Linked DNA regions of Mus musculus: all the other regions are linked to region 1. Evidence: chromatin contacts called from public HiChIP or PLAC-seq and promoter capture Hi-C data. All regions are on one chromosome and are shown on one strand. The core of a region is the stretch at or near the end of the contact, and the rest is flanking DNA. Distances in the headings are between cores, read along the strand shown. Region 1 holds the start of Slc22a23 (solute carrier family 22, member 23). Region 2 holds the start of Serpinb6a (serine (or cysteine) peptidase inhibitor, clade B, member 6a). Region 3 has its middle 58 kb from the start of Fam50b. Region 4 holds the start of Fam50b (family with sequence similarity 50, member B).

Region 1 (3,477 bases), core at 364-2,863:
CTCTTCAAGTGATGAGGGGAAGAAAAGTTAAACTAACCAATAAAGTGAAATTAGGAGAAGAAGGTGGAGGAAGAGGGTAGAGGGGGAAGGGGAGGGGGAGGAAGAGAAGGAGGAAGAGAAGATCACATGTATTGGCAGGTTGCACTGTCACTCCTGATTTTGAAAATAATACTTTATTAGATTATAATCATTATACTGCATGATGGGTTTCATAATGACATTCTCACTCAAGTATGTCATTAAATGTGCTTAAATTTCCAGACTGGGTTTCCCAGACCTTTAGTGTCTTCTGCAGCCTGTGTCTCTTCCGTCTATTGTTATCTAATCTCCCCTTCCCAGCCACTCAGGAAAATTCACAGTTGGGTTCCCCAAAGTCCAGCTCTCTGGCAGTCTTCAGAAATAGTTCTCTCCACGTGTCAGAATTTCAGCAGTAAGTACATGTTGACTGGAACATTGAGCTGCATGCTTAAAAAAAAAAAGTCTCCCACTAAATTATACAACATGCAGCTGAGAAAATAACGGAGATGCTTAAAGAACGCATTCCATACATGTACTCGCAGGATATGCTTTTGGGAAAAGAACGCGAGCTTCCTTCCCCTGTGCTAAATAAGACTAGAGATAGATTGCTCCATTTAAGATTTCCATTAATTCCATTAATAAACTTCTCAGAATATGAAATGTCTCGAGAATGTAGTGAGGCTAAGATGAAAGCCGCATAATTCTCACTGGTGTCAGGCCTGGCACGCAGGAGAAGATATGCTAATGCGGCCGTTTGCCGCAGGGCTGGTGTTATTTATATAGTGCTAGCTGGGCAAGGCTGGCTCTGGAGTCTGGAGTGCCAAGAGCATTTGGATCTCCTGTGAGGTGTAGATGTGTGCGCGCCTGTGCGCAGAGCATAGGAATTGTGATTCCGAGACCTTGGGGAGGGGGTGGGGCAGGCCGCCCTCATTCACGTTTGTATCGAGTGTGTGGCTTCTGTTGAAGGTCTAGCCTTCTAGAGTTGTGTTTATTTGACATTCATTCTGGAGCACAGAAAGAAATGGCGATTTGGGGCGGGTGCTGCAGTAGGTCGTGTGTGACCCAGCGTTGTAAGGGGCTGTCATCCTAAAATTGGCAAACATGCCTCCTTGCCCCAGCTCCGTGACCATAAAAAGCTGCCTTATTTGAGTCTGGAAGAAGAACAGAAGGTTGTTCTGGAAGACAGGCAACCCTTGGGCTCAAGACCAGGAGTGGGGTGCCAGCCGCCAGGCACCTCGGAAACGAACAGAGGTCACGGAGAGCCGGTGTGCCCGGGGCGAGGTCCCTTGCGGCTGTGGGACTTGAGACTGGCAGACGACACTGTCCTCTCACTCCCAGCCAGTGCAGACTCCTTGGTGACCCCCGTCCCCCGCGCCCAGAGACCACCAGGGATCTTGCAGCGGCCCGGGTGTCCCTCTCCCCGCCCCTGCGTCTGTCCGGGCGGTGGCGACACGGCCCGGCTGGAGGGGGCGCTCGTGCGCAGGAGCGGCGCAGCAGGTGCCGCGGTTACCTCCACCTCGGCGGGGGGAGAGGGGGCGGGCCGGGGCGGGAGGCGGAGGCCGGCTCGGTGAGCCGAGAGCGCGGCCGGCTCCGCAGGCTGGCTGCGAGCTTGCGGCTTCCGGGAGCGCCCGAAGTCCGTGGAGGATCTCCCAACCCGCGGCCGCCGGCGGCCCCAGCACAACGCGCACCGGTGCCCGCAGGGCCCCGAGTCGCGACAAGGGCGCGGGTCCGGCTCCTCCTCCTCCCCGGCCGGCGCGCATCAGCGGAGAGCCTCGTAGCTAGGCGGGCGCCCGGGCCGCGGCGCGGATGAGCCGCGGCGGCTGAGGACTCGAACGGTTTCTGCCCGGCGCCCAGGGCACGGGGGTGCGCGGGTGACATGGGGGTGGCCTGACTCGCCGGGCCCGGAGCACTCTCTCCGGCCGCGGGCCCTCCTCCTCGGCGGCGGCGCTGTGCCCGGGCGCCCGCCGAGCTCCGCCGCGCTCTATGCGCCTCTGCGGGAGCCGCGGGCCCTGGCCATGGCGATAGACCGGCGGCGTGAGGCGGCGGGTAGTGGTGCCGGGCGGCAGCCGGCCCCGGCGGAGGAGAACGGCTCCCTGCCGCCCGGGGACGCGGCGGCCTCGGCGCCCCTCGGAGGGCGCGCGGGCTCCGGCAGCAGCGCGGAGATCCAGCCACTGCCTGCGCTGCACCCCAGCGGCGGCCCGCACTCGAGCTGCTGCGCGGCGACAGCCGCCCCGAGCCTCCTGTTGCTGGACTACGATGGCTCCGTGCTGCCCTTCCTCGGGGGCCTGGGCGGCGGCTACCAGAAGACCCTGGTGGTGCTCACCTGGATCCCGGCACTGTTCATTGGCTTCAGCCAGTTCTCGGACTCCTTCCTTCTGGACCAGCCCGATTTCTGGTGCCGCGGGGCCGGCAAAGGCACCGAGCTGGCGGGTGCCACTGTCACCGGCCGATGGGGTGACATGGGCAATTGGACCAGCCCCTCGGCCACCCCCTTCTCCACTGCCTCCTGGGGGACCACGAGCAACCGAAGCAACAGCAGCGACACACCACCCCTCCCATCCCCTCCAGGCAAGGGGAACAACGACTCAAATTGCGACTGCCACGCGTGGGACTACGGCATCCGCACTGGTCTCATCCAAAACGTGGTCAGCAAGGTAAGGGCCACGACCGCCGCGTCCCCGCGTTCTTCTTGTGAACCTTTTTCTTCTGACCTCGGTCGCCTCTGCTCTGTGCTCCATCTCTCATTCTCTGCAGACTTAGGTCCAAACCTACCCAGTTGAGGAACCCAAAATGTTAGCCTGTGTACGCACAACCCCGCATTGACTGGGCTCCCGGCTGTCCCTCAAAGGAGATGCTCTTACTTGGATGTGAAGCCAAGGCTTTTTTGCCGCCCTCTGCGGTGCCCGTGACGCTGCATCCGCTTCAAAGAGACCGACTTAGCCTTTTCTAATATCCACACAAACTCCTGTCCCAGTGCACATATGGAAAGGGCTCCCCTCCCCCGAAAGGTTCAAATCCTCTCCTCTATCTAGCTAAGGTGTCAGACTCACTGATGGCTCAGCAGGGGCCCTGGAAGACTCAATCCCTCTTCTAGGGCTTCTCCTTGGAGCCAGGACATAGCCATGTTCTTTCTGCAGGCTGCCTGTCCCTGTGTCTCCCACTAAGAACTAACTATCCAAGAGAAATAGTGTTCTACTCTCAGATATTCTTTCTAGCAGATGTCAGCCTCCCCACACGTGCCTTGAACAGATTAAAGCCAATTGAATCCAAGTTATAGACAAAGAAGCAGAGCCCTTTAAAAAGTTCCCTGGCCAACCCACCCCCACCCCAACCATGAGTTGTCCTTCCCAGAGATCTGACTGTAGACTTTAATGTGTTCCCTCAAATACTTTCTCAGGACTTCAGTAAATAGTCCCATAGCATAGGAAGGTGGGAAGTTTGCAGGGTGTCATCGCTGCT
Region 2 (3,678 bases), core at 869-3,368, 410 kb after region 1:
TGTAATATTAGAGCATGCCCATAATTTTGTAAAACAAAACCTTGTTTTAAACCACCATTCTCTTTAAAGTCAATACCAAGAGCATTACTTTCACGTACAAAGTTTGGCTGCCAGTTCTTATATATGAATGCATGACAGTGCAACTTTTAATACATATTAAAGAGACATTGTCTTAAATACTATCCTCTATAAGTCTAGTTTCTAGGATAAGAATTACATAAAATATTATCCCAATTTAGAAGTATCTTTAAAGATCTGTTTTCCTGGGTTGGTTCATGCCAAGTGTCATTTAGAATGACTCCAACCCTGAGTTGCCAATTTTAAGCTGACTTTCTGTTACAAGCAAAAAGCTGTTGGTCCCTTTAAGAGTGACTTGTGTAGATAATCAGCCTCTAGTAGGGCTTTTCCAGCTGTGCTTGACTCCCAGGAACAGTGCAGTGTAGCTTATCAGTTTCTGCTATGCAAATTGAGACTGCCTTTTAAACAAGTTAAATTAAATCAAAGGATGGACAGCCAGCAGATAAAGTTTTAACCTTTTTTTTCCAACATGAAACACAGAACAACAATCATTCAAACAACAAAACAAAAACAAACATAAGTAGACAGACATATGGATAAATGGTGCACAGACGATAGACAGAGAGGGAATAGAACTTGATGTTTCAAAGGGACCCAGATATCCTAACCAGAACTAAGTATATCTCCAACAGGAGCCAGAGAGGAAGCAGGACCAATTTCTTCCTGTCCCTAGGAGAGCTCTGAAATATCTTATATCTATTTTCCTTCTCTTGTGCTAAAGCGTCCTGGACAGGGGACAACTCCATTTCTGAAACCTATTCTCTTTTTCTCTCTCTCGTGTTCAAGGCCTCACTCTTTATCTCCTTCTGGGAATTCTGCCAAAGAGAGAAGAGGCACAGTGGTAGCTACCGATAGTTGTTCTCCAGCGCCCTGCTTTTCTAACTTTCCCAATTTCTCTTCAACGTGACTAATTCTTTTACTTATATATTTACCATTCCTATTTCTGGGAATTAAGGACAACATAAATGTACTTGAGCTAAGAATTTTTCTAACATCTGTTTTGGTTGTTGTTGTTTTTTGTTTTTTACTCTTTTTATTTTATTTTAAATCCTACTCCTTTCACCTGGAGCAGCTCCTGGCTGTGGACAAATGCCTATTTAGAATTCCCTCGCCCCATTATGCAGCCACACCTTAGGCGAAGCCCATGTCGGGCCAACACTTCTTCAGCCTAGCCTGTATCCTCCTGAAAGCACTTTTTTACAGCAGCAGTTTCAAAAAATAAAATTTATGGCTAGCACTAGCATTAATGCTGCATGTTGCTTACAGTGCTTCATGGATACTTTCACTTTTCTTCTGTTTTCTGTGGCGCTCCACCCAAGACAGCACTTCTCAGTAGTCCCCCCTTCACCCCCACCCCAGTTTTCAAGTCCATCTGTAGCCATCTAGCAGCCATGGTTGAACTGGGTTTACCTGAAACGGGGGCTAGAAATAAGGTAAAGGGGTGAGAGAAGGATGAAGCTAAGACAAAGGTTCTGATCAAGGCTCAAAGTTTGATAATAAGCTTTGTGTTTATAAAGGAAAAAAAAAACCCACAAAATCCATCCACTTCTTCAGCTTGAGTATGTTGTAGCAGCAAGGTCAGCGCAAAAACCTTAAAGTTCCCATGGGTACCTGCAATTGCAGCCAAGACAGATGTCTGTGTCCAGGTTGATAAGGTCTGTTTAGCCTGCTGAAGGCTGGGAATACTGCTCATCCTTTTCATGGCTGGGAAAGGCTTACCCAAAGCTGAGAAGGCTACACTGGGACACAGGCACTGACCACCTTTCTTTATTTTTCTGTGCCTGCTGAATAAGATCTCTACCTCCAGCCCCAGTAGTTAAAAGTCTTTTCTTCCTTTCTCACTTTAAACTTATGATCTGCTTTGTCACAAGTATGTCCATCCACTAAGTGCTGGCACACTTCTGGCATCGCTAAGTGGAGGTAGCCAAAGCATCCAGAAAGTACCAGAAAGATCAGCTGCCCAATCTGAGGCAAAGTGGCCAAGAGCCAGAGGATAGGCTAGATTGTGGGTCCGCAGGCACTCACCTGGCCTTACTTACTCTCTTCCTTTTCCTACTCGGGAGCGGCCGCACCCTGGCCTTCAGACTCCTCCCGACTCTCCGCCCCCCATAAGTATTTAAGGCCTCGGGCGCGGTTGGGGCCTCCTCATCTCTTCTCTGCTTGCTACCAGTCCGGAAATCGAGAATCTAGGAGAATCTAGGGTATGCTCTTCGGTGGGCTGAGGCGGGGGTGGGGTGGCGGGGTGGGGGTGGGGAGCTGGGGACGCAGGCGGGTGTGGCGCGCGGCGAGAGCCCTGTGGACCTGACTCGGGTTCCCTCTGCTGCACAGCGGCTTCAGCGGGCCGTGACGCAGCCAAGTGAGTCGCCTTGTGATCCCAGCCATCTGGTGACATCGCCGCCCTCCCAGATCTGCCAGAGTCCTTGGAGGCGACGGCTAGCGAGGGATGGGGGCTGCGCGGAGCCGGCCTGGCTGCTGCGCGGGGCCCCGGGGCTACAGGTGATCACGTATGTCCTTCGATCCGGAGTGAACCTGGAGACTCCAGAGACGCAGGCTGGTGACGCACTAGGACGGGCGTTGGGATCTGGGAGGTGGGGGAGAGAGACCAAGGGCTGGGTGCTCAGACCCTTTCCTGTCCAGTGTGCCTGAATCTCCCAGGGGCGCTGCCCAGGCTGTGCTGGGAAGTTTGTGACAAATCTTAAGCACCCCGGAGGCCCACAAACATAAATACTTGTGAGAAACAATTCCAGATCTTTGGGTTTTGTTTGTTTGTTTGTTTGTTTGTTTTCCCTCCTACTAAACTCACAAATTTGATATCTGTCAGGTTAGGAGAAAATCATGGGCAAAGTTTTTGACAGTTTCTGTGCCAGAAGCACTTGGCATGTGAACTTGTTTTTTCCTCCCTCCTCTTTTTGATGGACCCAGAGCCTTGTAATGCTGAGCAAGTTCTTTCCTACTGAGATACATGCCTGGTCTTCCTCCTTTCCTCCCGTTAGGTTAGGTCTTTTCTCCACATTAGGATCAGAAATATGGACAGCTAGTATTCATATGGTGTCAGAAACACTGAGTGAGGGAAAACTGGGCGAGGTTTGGCACTTATTTTTCTGACTGCTTGGGAGGCAATTGATTGTAATAGGTCTTTTCCAGAGGCTGCTCATTTCCTTCCTCCAGTGGCTTAGGAGTTGGGTGTTGGATCTAATATATCAAGTAACCTTGGGTAAAAGTATGTGTGATCAGGGACTGTGGCGCTGGGGCTTGTGGGATGATTGCTGTTATCCGTTTACATGGGGTGTGTCCTAGTGTTTCAAGGCTGCTCTGAGTAATTGTATCCGATATGGCTTGTGTCATCACGCAGAAAGGGTGTGTTTGGGGCACTCTTGGCTCCATATACCAAGTTTATTTGGCTTCCTATACCTGCATGTCTCCCCATACCATCTCATACATGGATTTTACTTTTAGTCAACATGAAGCAGAAATCAAAATCTGATAGAAAACATTGAAGGAGAACTGAGATGTGTTGCTGTATACCTGTAATCCCAGGACCCAGGAGGCTGACGCAGAGAAATGAGAGTTTGAGCCCAATCTGGACTGCATAGACTCTTT
Region 3 (3,649 bases), core at 14-2,513, 450 kb before region 1:
ATCCTTATACACAACAACGAAACCATCCGAGATTCTGGTTTCAGGGCCAGGCAGGAAGACCGACCATGTAAGCGAGGAACATGGAGTTTATGAGCTCATCCCAGGACAGAATCCAGGAAAGAGTTTGAAGGATGGTCTGCGGGGCTCTCTAATCTACCCCACGTAGACTCATCTGTGACCTGACCTAGATGCACACACCAGCTTCTTCCTGTCTAGCAAATCTGTGCTGGAGTTTCTGTCACCTTTGTTCATCAAGCAGGTTCTTATATAATTTTGTGTTTCATTTTGTGCTCTTGTTGTTCCCTGAGTTGCCCTGTAAACATTCCTATTGGAAAATTCCAATCTGTCTCAGATGAAGTAAGAGGAAAAGCCATGTGTCCACACCCAAGCCAGCCCAGCCAAGGAGAGCAGAGGGCCCTTCCAGAACTGGCTTTGTCAACGCGGCCACTGTGTGGCTCTAGCTGGAACTCATTGGGAGCCTGGGGAGGCTTTGAGGGGGTTGGACATTTGGTCTCAGAGGCTCTGGAGACTTTCATACATGGTGGCAATTGTTGTTCTATAGAACCCAGACCTTCTCTCTAAACCTCCAACATTTTTGTTCTTGTTGCTGCGTGTTTGAAATCACAATACTTACTCAGCTTCATATCTGTCTCTGACTCCTTACGACTCAGGACTTCAAAGCATAAGCAAGACTGCTCATTTCAGCATCTCCAGTGCCAAGGTAGAGAGAAACATACAATCAAAAATGAATGTGTTATTTTGTAAATAAATAGTGTGACATTGGGCTCTTAAATTTTTGTTGTTGTTTAAGCTCCAAAAGAATGTTGAGAATTATTCTTTCACAATGTGTTGCTTGGATCCAAGTAAGTGAGAAGGGATGTTGGGGGGGTGGTGCCCTACTGCCACTGAGAAATAGCCTCTCCACCAGGTGGCGCTCACCTCTTGGTTCCTGCCATTAAAAAAAAAAAAAAAAAAAAAAAAGCTGTCACTTCAAAATCACTCCAGAACAACTAGGGTGTTGACTTCCTTGAAACCCAATTTGTAAGTTCTGAGCCTGTCTTAGAGATGTGACTACTTTGTTTCCCTGGGGACAGGGACCTGGTGAGGCTAGACACCTTTGACGCTGGAGTCTGGTGAGCCTGTAGAGGGGATGTGACACACATCTTCCTAAGTGGGTCCTGGCATACGTGCTTAGGACAGTGACAAGTGTGACTGGTTTGAGTAGCTTGATCTGTTGCATATTTTGGCCTTGGCAGTAGGACTGATCAGCTTTTGTGTTCCTGCAGTGGCCCATTGACACCCTGACCTGGTCTCTGTAAACATGAGTTTTGTACTGAAGAGAGGAAATTTACAGAGGAAAGATTTTTGGTCTATGGAATTTGTGAAAAAAAAAAAAGTTAAAAAACAAAACAAACAAGAAAACTCCAGACAAGTGTCCCACATGAGCCATGAGGAGAATCCTTGAATAATCTTTTCTGTTTTTTTCCCTTCCCTTTGATTGCTTACGGGCTGGTGCACTTTCTCTTAGACTGGTGCTGTTATCAGAAATCAGTCTCCTTCAATACGATCTCCCAATGTGCCTCCACACTCGATTACAGCACACGAGGAAAACCCCAAGGATGTTAATTTGGACCATTGACAGATCTCTGGAATCTTTGGGTCACCTCAGTTCTCACCAGCTTTGAGACATCATGCAGTGGGCAGTCTCCCCACTTCCTCCTTTCATACCACAAGGCCAGGTCCTCAGAGGCTGGACACGGCTCGTTTTCTTGAGGGAGCACTTTCATTTCCTATGATGCCTACAGAGGAGACGATCCCAAAGTTCAAAATAAGCAGTTTTAAGTGGTTTGTAATATTTTCAAGTGTTGCCACTAAATGACATGAACCTGTTATGTGTCTGCAGCGCTGGACAGTAAGTGTGTACTTCCACCCAAGTTAGTCCTGCTGACAGCCCTCTTGTGCCTGTTCTGGAGAGAAAAAATGAAGATTTGAGAAGGCAGTGATTTATTACAAAGTCACGAGGCCAGTATGTCTCAGACTGGTATTAAAGCCTCTGTGACAGTCACTCTGTGTCCGTTGCTAGTTCTGGGTGCCAGGCCCTGCCCTGGATATTAGGAACACAGCAGGAAACAGCATCTACCAAAGCTTCACCCTCATGATGCTTACAGTCCAGTGGGAAGTGGGAATAGGCACGTGTGGTGTGAAATGGTGTGCCAAGAGGTTGTGAGATCTCAGGGTAAAGAAAGTAGGTAGGCGGCCACCCAGGGGCTCGAGAGGCTTGCCTGACTGGTGCTGCAGCTTCTGCTTATGAGGTGGAAGTCATTATTTCATACAGTGATGCTTGCTCCCCTCTCTAAGGTTTTACCTGCCTTGGTATAAGTTATGTAAAATCCACAGTACACAGAAAACAGTGAAGGAAAATCCCAGAGAGAACAAAATTCCACAGAAATTTTTTAGTGGCAATCTATTTATTAAGATTGTTCTGCCATTAGATGTTATTGGTAACCCTTGATCTTTGTCTGGCTTATAAACTAAGCTTGATTGCAGCCGTGTACAACAGGAGACAAAATAGCATGTGCAGGACTTAAAACTGCCTGATGTTTCAAGAGCAATTAGGGCCATTTCTGCGTGGATGAAGAATGGTAAATATATTACTATAGCTACCATGGTCCCCCATCACACTAACCTGAGTAGGGAAACATGTCTGGTCTACTGTGCTTAATAATATCAACATACAGAAGAAGGATCTTCAGTACTTGAGCATGTGGTGAGTTCTTTAGAGTTAACCAACCCAGGAGAATCCTTCTGCAACGTCCCAGTGGTTAATTCCCTTTCACAGAAGGGCTGCACTTCCTCATAGTGTTGCTCTATAGATGCGGTATAGCTTTAAACAGACGCTAGGGCTGCATTTGAATGGAGGTATGAACATGGGGATTGATTCATGCATACTTATGGAGGAAGAGCTTGAAGCAGAGGAGAAAGCCATGCAAAGGCCTGCTAGGGGTCAGGCCTGATATACCCCTGGGAAATACTGCTGTCTGCGCTGACCTCTCTCTCCAGTCTTCAGGCACGTGGCTTATGACAGCCTGCTCTGCAGGTGCTAGATCAAATCAGAGCCTGGACTCTTGTGCTACGCTCGCATACTAAATATGTTAACCCACACAACCATCTAATAATGTTTAATACTTTTTAAGGGAGGCCTTTGATTATTCTTTTGTTTTATTAGCAAAATAAAATTATTCCATAATAAACATTTAGAGTAGCTTTTATAAATATAATCATTTGATTTTTTTAAACTGTCTGATTAACAAATAAATCTTCCCAAAGACTTCCTGAAATGTGATTTAAAAGTCTTGAGGTATGATACATTTTCCTAAAATGTCAATGTAAGGTCCCTGTCCTAAATATCCAAATATTTAACTATTCAATCGTACTTTTTTTTTTTTTTAAGATTTATTTATTTATTTATTTATTATATGTAAGTACACTGTAGCTGTCTTCAGACGCACCAGAAGAGGGCATCAGATCTCATTACGGGTGGTTGTGAGCCACCATGTGGTTGCTGGGATTTGAACTTCGGACCTTCGGAAGAGCAGTCGGGTACTCTTACCCACTGAGCCATCTCACCAGCCCTCAATCGTACTTTTTA
Region 4 (3,446 bases), core at 403-2,902, 390 kb before region 1:
GCAGGTGGAATCAAAATCATAGCATACATGAAAGAAAAGCATTTTGATCACTCATAATACAGGGAAGATGGAATTGGAACCTTTTGTTTTCTCTGAAGATAAGATCACAAAAGCATTACCTTATAAAGAGACAATGACATCGTAGTGTCAATAGACTGTATTTCAGTCAGTCAGCTTTCCGATACTGTAACAACATGCCTGAGATGAGAGCTTATGTGGGGAGTGAGGTTACTTTGACTCATATTTCTGAGAGCTTCACCTTATGGTCAATTGACCTCACTGTTTGGAGGCTGTAGTGAAGCAGTATGTCATAGCAGGAGTGCATAGCAGAGGAAGCTATGACAGGACAGCCAGGAAGCAGAGAGAAAGAGAAGGGCACCAGTGTCTCACAGTCCCCATTAGGTCCCACAACTTCAACATTCTACTGCAATCTAGAAGTGTCAATCTGGGACCAACACATTCCACTCCAAGTCTAGAGGACAGAAATGCTAGATACTATAGGAACTCTGGGGAGCCCTCTGAAATAAATTCCAGCACCATGGGATGAAGAAAGCATTTATCTAAGTCCTCCTTCCTAGTCTCTGTGGCTGATAGTCACTCTGGGTATCAACAGTTCTATATGTCAAGTTTACTGCCTCTGCATTGGAGTAGTCAGAGAGAGGGGGGGGAGAGGGAGAGAGAGAGGGAGAGAGAGAGAGAGGGAGGGAGAGAGGGAGAGAGAGAGAGGAAAGAGGGAGAGAGAGAGGGGGAGGGAGGGAGGGAGGGAGAGAGAGAGAGAGGGGGGGGGGAGAGAGAGAGAACAGACATCCTCAGGTACCCAGCATGAAGACACTTGGCTATAACCACCTACTGCTGCAGTGGCAGAAAAGAGGAGTTCAGAGCAATCTAGCAGAGACAAGAAGCCTTCAGTATGCTTTCAGTACTATAAGCTAACAGTATCAGACCTGAGTTAAGGAGGTGAGACTCATGTAATGGTTAATCTTGTCAACTAACAGGATTTGGAACCTTAGGATACACAGCTCTTGGCATGTTGTCTGGTGGGAGTATTTTCAGAAAGATTTAACTGAGGAAAGACAAACCATCTTGAACATGGCCTTACCATGCCCATGGGCGTGAGTCTCAGACCTAGTAGAAAGGAGAAATAGGGAAAGGCAGATGAACGCAGTCCTTATCTTGCTCGGCTTTCTGACTACAGAAACAACATGACTCCGTGCTTCTGCCAACTTGCTGTCAGGATTAAATGTGAGTCAAACAGTCAATCAAAATAAACCCTTTCCTCCTCCTTAGGTTGCTTTTGACACAGCAGTGAAAAGCAACCAATAGAGAGAACAAGCCCCAATTTCTATTTTCCTAGTGCATATGTCATAGCCCTTTAAGGCATCTTCCTCCTTCCTGCTAGTTTGTGATTCCTAAATTACAATAAAAATGTTGATATTATGTCACCGATAGGGCTCATTAGTCTCCCCTGCTTGCAGGATAATGGACAAATTCCTTTCCTCTAACATTCAACTCCCTTCACAATTGGTTTTACTCGAGTTTAAAGAGCTGTACCTCCCACATCTGCCCCAGCTGGATTCAAGCCAGTCCCCTCACCTTTTGATGTATGAGCCAAGACTCTTCCTTCTGGTGCTTTTGCGAATATTGTTTGTTCTAACTGACACAGAAAATATGCAAAACATTGGCCAACTGCTAGGGCAGGCTCTAACCAATCAGGACAGAGATTGGGCCAATCAGGTGGTGGTCATGTATAACTGCCGACTTGGACTGACTGATGGATGCAGTCCTGCTGCCAGCGTCTGATCTCCTGACAACTGAAATGCAATCCTCCCATGAAGTTTTCCTGGACTGTCGTTGCTCACTTGGGCCTTTGATTATTACAGATTAAATTTTTGTGTGTAGGTTGTTACTAAAGAGTTTACGTGATACACTAGTCTGAAAGTATTGGCACTCTCCAGACAGCATGATTTTATTGCCTTTTCATACAATAACTCATTAGTGATCTTAGCTACAGAGGAGACAGAAAGCTCTGACTCCATTTTGCATGTGGTATAGTATGGTTGATCAGAATAACTTTCAGGTTTTAGAAAAGCTTTTTAATTTCAAAATTTTATAAGGATATAAAATGATAGAACTTTATTCCTCAATAAATAAATAAATAGAAAAAAAAAGAGAAAATATTTCAGAGCTCACAACTTCAGTGTGGTGTTGTCTTAAAACTATTGAATATGGGGAAACTCTACAAAAGCCCTCTAACTGGGGCAAGAAACCTAGTAATTTCTTTCATGTGTGAGCTACTCAATTTCAAGGGATTTCAAATTTCTATGAAATGTTCTTCTTTGTTTGTTTGCTGTGTTTTTGTTTTTGTTTTTGAGACAGAGTCTTCCTATGCAGCCCAGGCTAGCCTCTAACTTCCAATCTTCCTGCCTCAGCCTCCATTAGCAGTGGATATGCTACACCATGACTCAATTCTTTAAAGTGCTCTTTAAATAGCTGTTGGATACATTCCTGGAAGCCACCCAATACCACAATGACTAACAACATTTTAATCTTGACACTCCTACTGAGGGGTCTTGCCCTCGAATCTCTTAGTCTCTGTCCCCTGAGTCTGCTTGGTGAGCTGGTTATATTCACAGGAAGGCTTACTAATTGCCATGTTCTTTCCTGGGCTATTTCTCTTTTCAGTCTGATGCCCACTGTAAAATGTCCAGCCCAGCAGCTATGTCCTGCGCTGCAATCATAATAGCCAGACATGAGCATGTTTGCCTCCATTTGATCGAGCTTCTGATGGTTGTTAGGCATCCATCTGGTAAGGGATAATTTTGGGAAAAGCCGTTGTATTTTCCTTCTGGGTGATGAGACTAAAACTAAGCTATCTAAGAGTGGGGCATTTGTGTAGTATAGGTTCTTCTCCATGTGGTATGGAGCAGTATGCCTCTTTGCTGTAGCAGCACGGGCCCCGTTCTGCTATTGGTTGATAAGACATGATACTCAGACTGAGCAAGTTGCCTTAGGGGAAAGTAAGGGAAATCCATGGGATCGATCCTGGTAGCACTGTCTTATGGGCTGATATATTTCCCTAATGAATGTGGCCCATCAAGGGAGTATATATAGGGACTGCCTTAGAATGGCTGATGGACCAGAGAATATACTGAAGTCCCTGAAAGCGCTGTGTGTACCGAACAGGATTATATGGAAGACAGGCAGAAATTTCACTGCTCCCGCGGGAGGTAATAAGACAATTGAGGCAGGCTCAGCTGTCTGCTCAGAGAGAGCTTACCCAGATTAGAAAGAATGATAGTTTGAAAATAAAATGCTGATGCCAACTTTCACCTTAGCCTCCAAATTGTCAGGTAATATGGAGGAAAGGGGGTGGGTGGGCGGTGTCAAACTGACTTAGAAAAGGTAGTGAGAAGAGATGAGGATAGGCTTGCCATTTCTTATTGCTT

Evidence for each region. Promoter capture Hi-C pulls out the DNA fragments that hold promoters and counts their contacts. HiChIP or PLAC-seq counts read pairs in DNA pulled down with a chosen protein or histone mark.
Region 2: a contact with region 1 is called in a FOXA1 HiChIP or PLAC-seq map of pancreatic cancer cells. The contact joins the promoter of Serpinb6a here to the promoter of Slc22a23 in region 1. A contact is called at or near these places in 3 of 39 promoter capture datasets (embryonic stem cells, hippocampal neurons and stem cell-derived epiblast-like cells) and 1 of 115 datasets of contacts at active chromatin or transcription factors (pancreatic cancer cells).
Region 3: a contact with region 1 is called in a promoter capture Hi-C map of liver, with 5 times the contacts expected there. The contact joins the enhancer-like site here to the promoter of Slc22a23 in region 1. A contact is called at or near these places in 9 of 39 promoter capture datasets (the 3T3-L1 cell line, 3T3-L1-derived adipocytes, cranial neural crest and 4 more), 4 of 484 Hi-C or Micro-C datasets (cerebral cortex, liver and myocytes), 1 of 115 datasets of contacts at active chromatin or transcription factors (SST interneurons) and 1 of 9 other capture datasets (pancreatic islet).
Region 4: a contact with region 1 is called in an H3K4me3 HiChIP or PLAC-seq map of embryonic stem cells, with 14 read pairs. The contact joins the promoter of Fam50b here to the promoter of Slc22a23 in region 1. A contact is called at or near these places in 2 of 39 promoter capture datasets (both in liver), 4 of 484 Hi-C or Micro-C datasets (liver and nephron progenitors) and 2 of 115 datasets of contacts at active chromatin or transcription factors (embryonic stem cells and pancreatic cancer cells).

The regions. Positions count from the first base shown.
Region 1 is chr13:34,343,354-34,346,830 of GRCm38.p6, reverse strand. It overlaps Slc22a23 (solute carrier family 22, member 23), which reads left to right and starts at 1,613. Exons shown (of 10, transcript NM_001382849.1): 1 at 1,613-2,672. The coding sequence starts at 2,034.
Region 2 is chr13:33,934,523-33,938,200 of GRCm38.p6, reverse strand. Serpinb6a (serine (or cysteine) peptidase inhibitor, clade B, member 6a) reads left to right here and starts at 2,118. Exons shown (of 7, transcript NM_009254.3): 1 at 2,118-2,279. It overlaps 1110046J04Rik (RIKEN cDNA 1110046J04 gene), which reads right to left and starts at 2,169. Exons shown (of 5, transcript NR_040707.1): 1 at 2,104-2,169.
Region 3 is chr13:34,791,340-34,794,988 of GRCm38.p6, reverse strand. No RefSeq gene overlaps it. Among named protein-coding and RNA genes, the nearest start is that of Fam50b, 58 kb to the right of the region's middle. Within about 2 kb of position 1,263, at least 36 of the 459 cell types and tissues checked have an H3K27ac peak or open chromatin away from gene starts, as enhancers often do. A contact at or near this core is called in liver, where this site is marked.
Region 4 is chr13:34,733,056-34,736,501 of GRCm38.p6, reverse strand. Fam50b (family with sequence similarity 50, member B) reads right to left here and starts at 1,652. Exons shown (of 2, transcript NM_001382856.1): 1 at 1,594-1,652.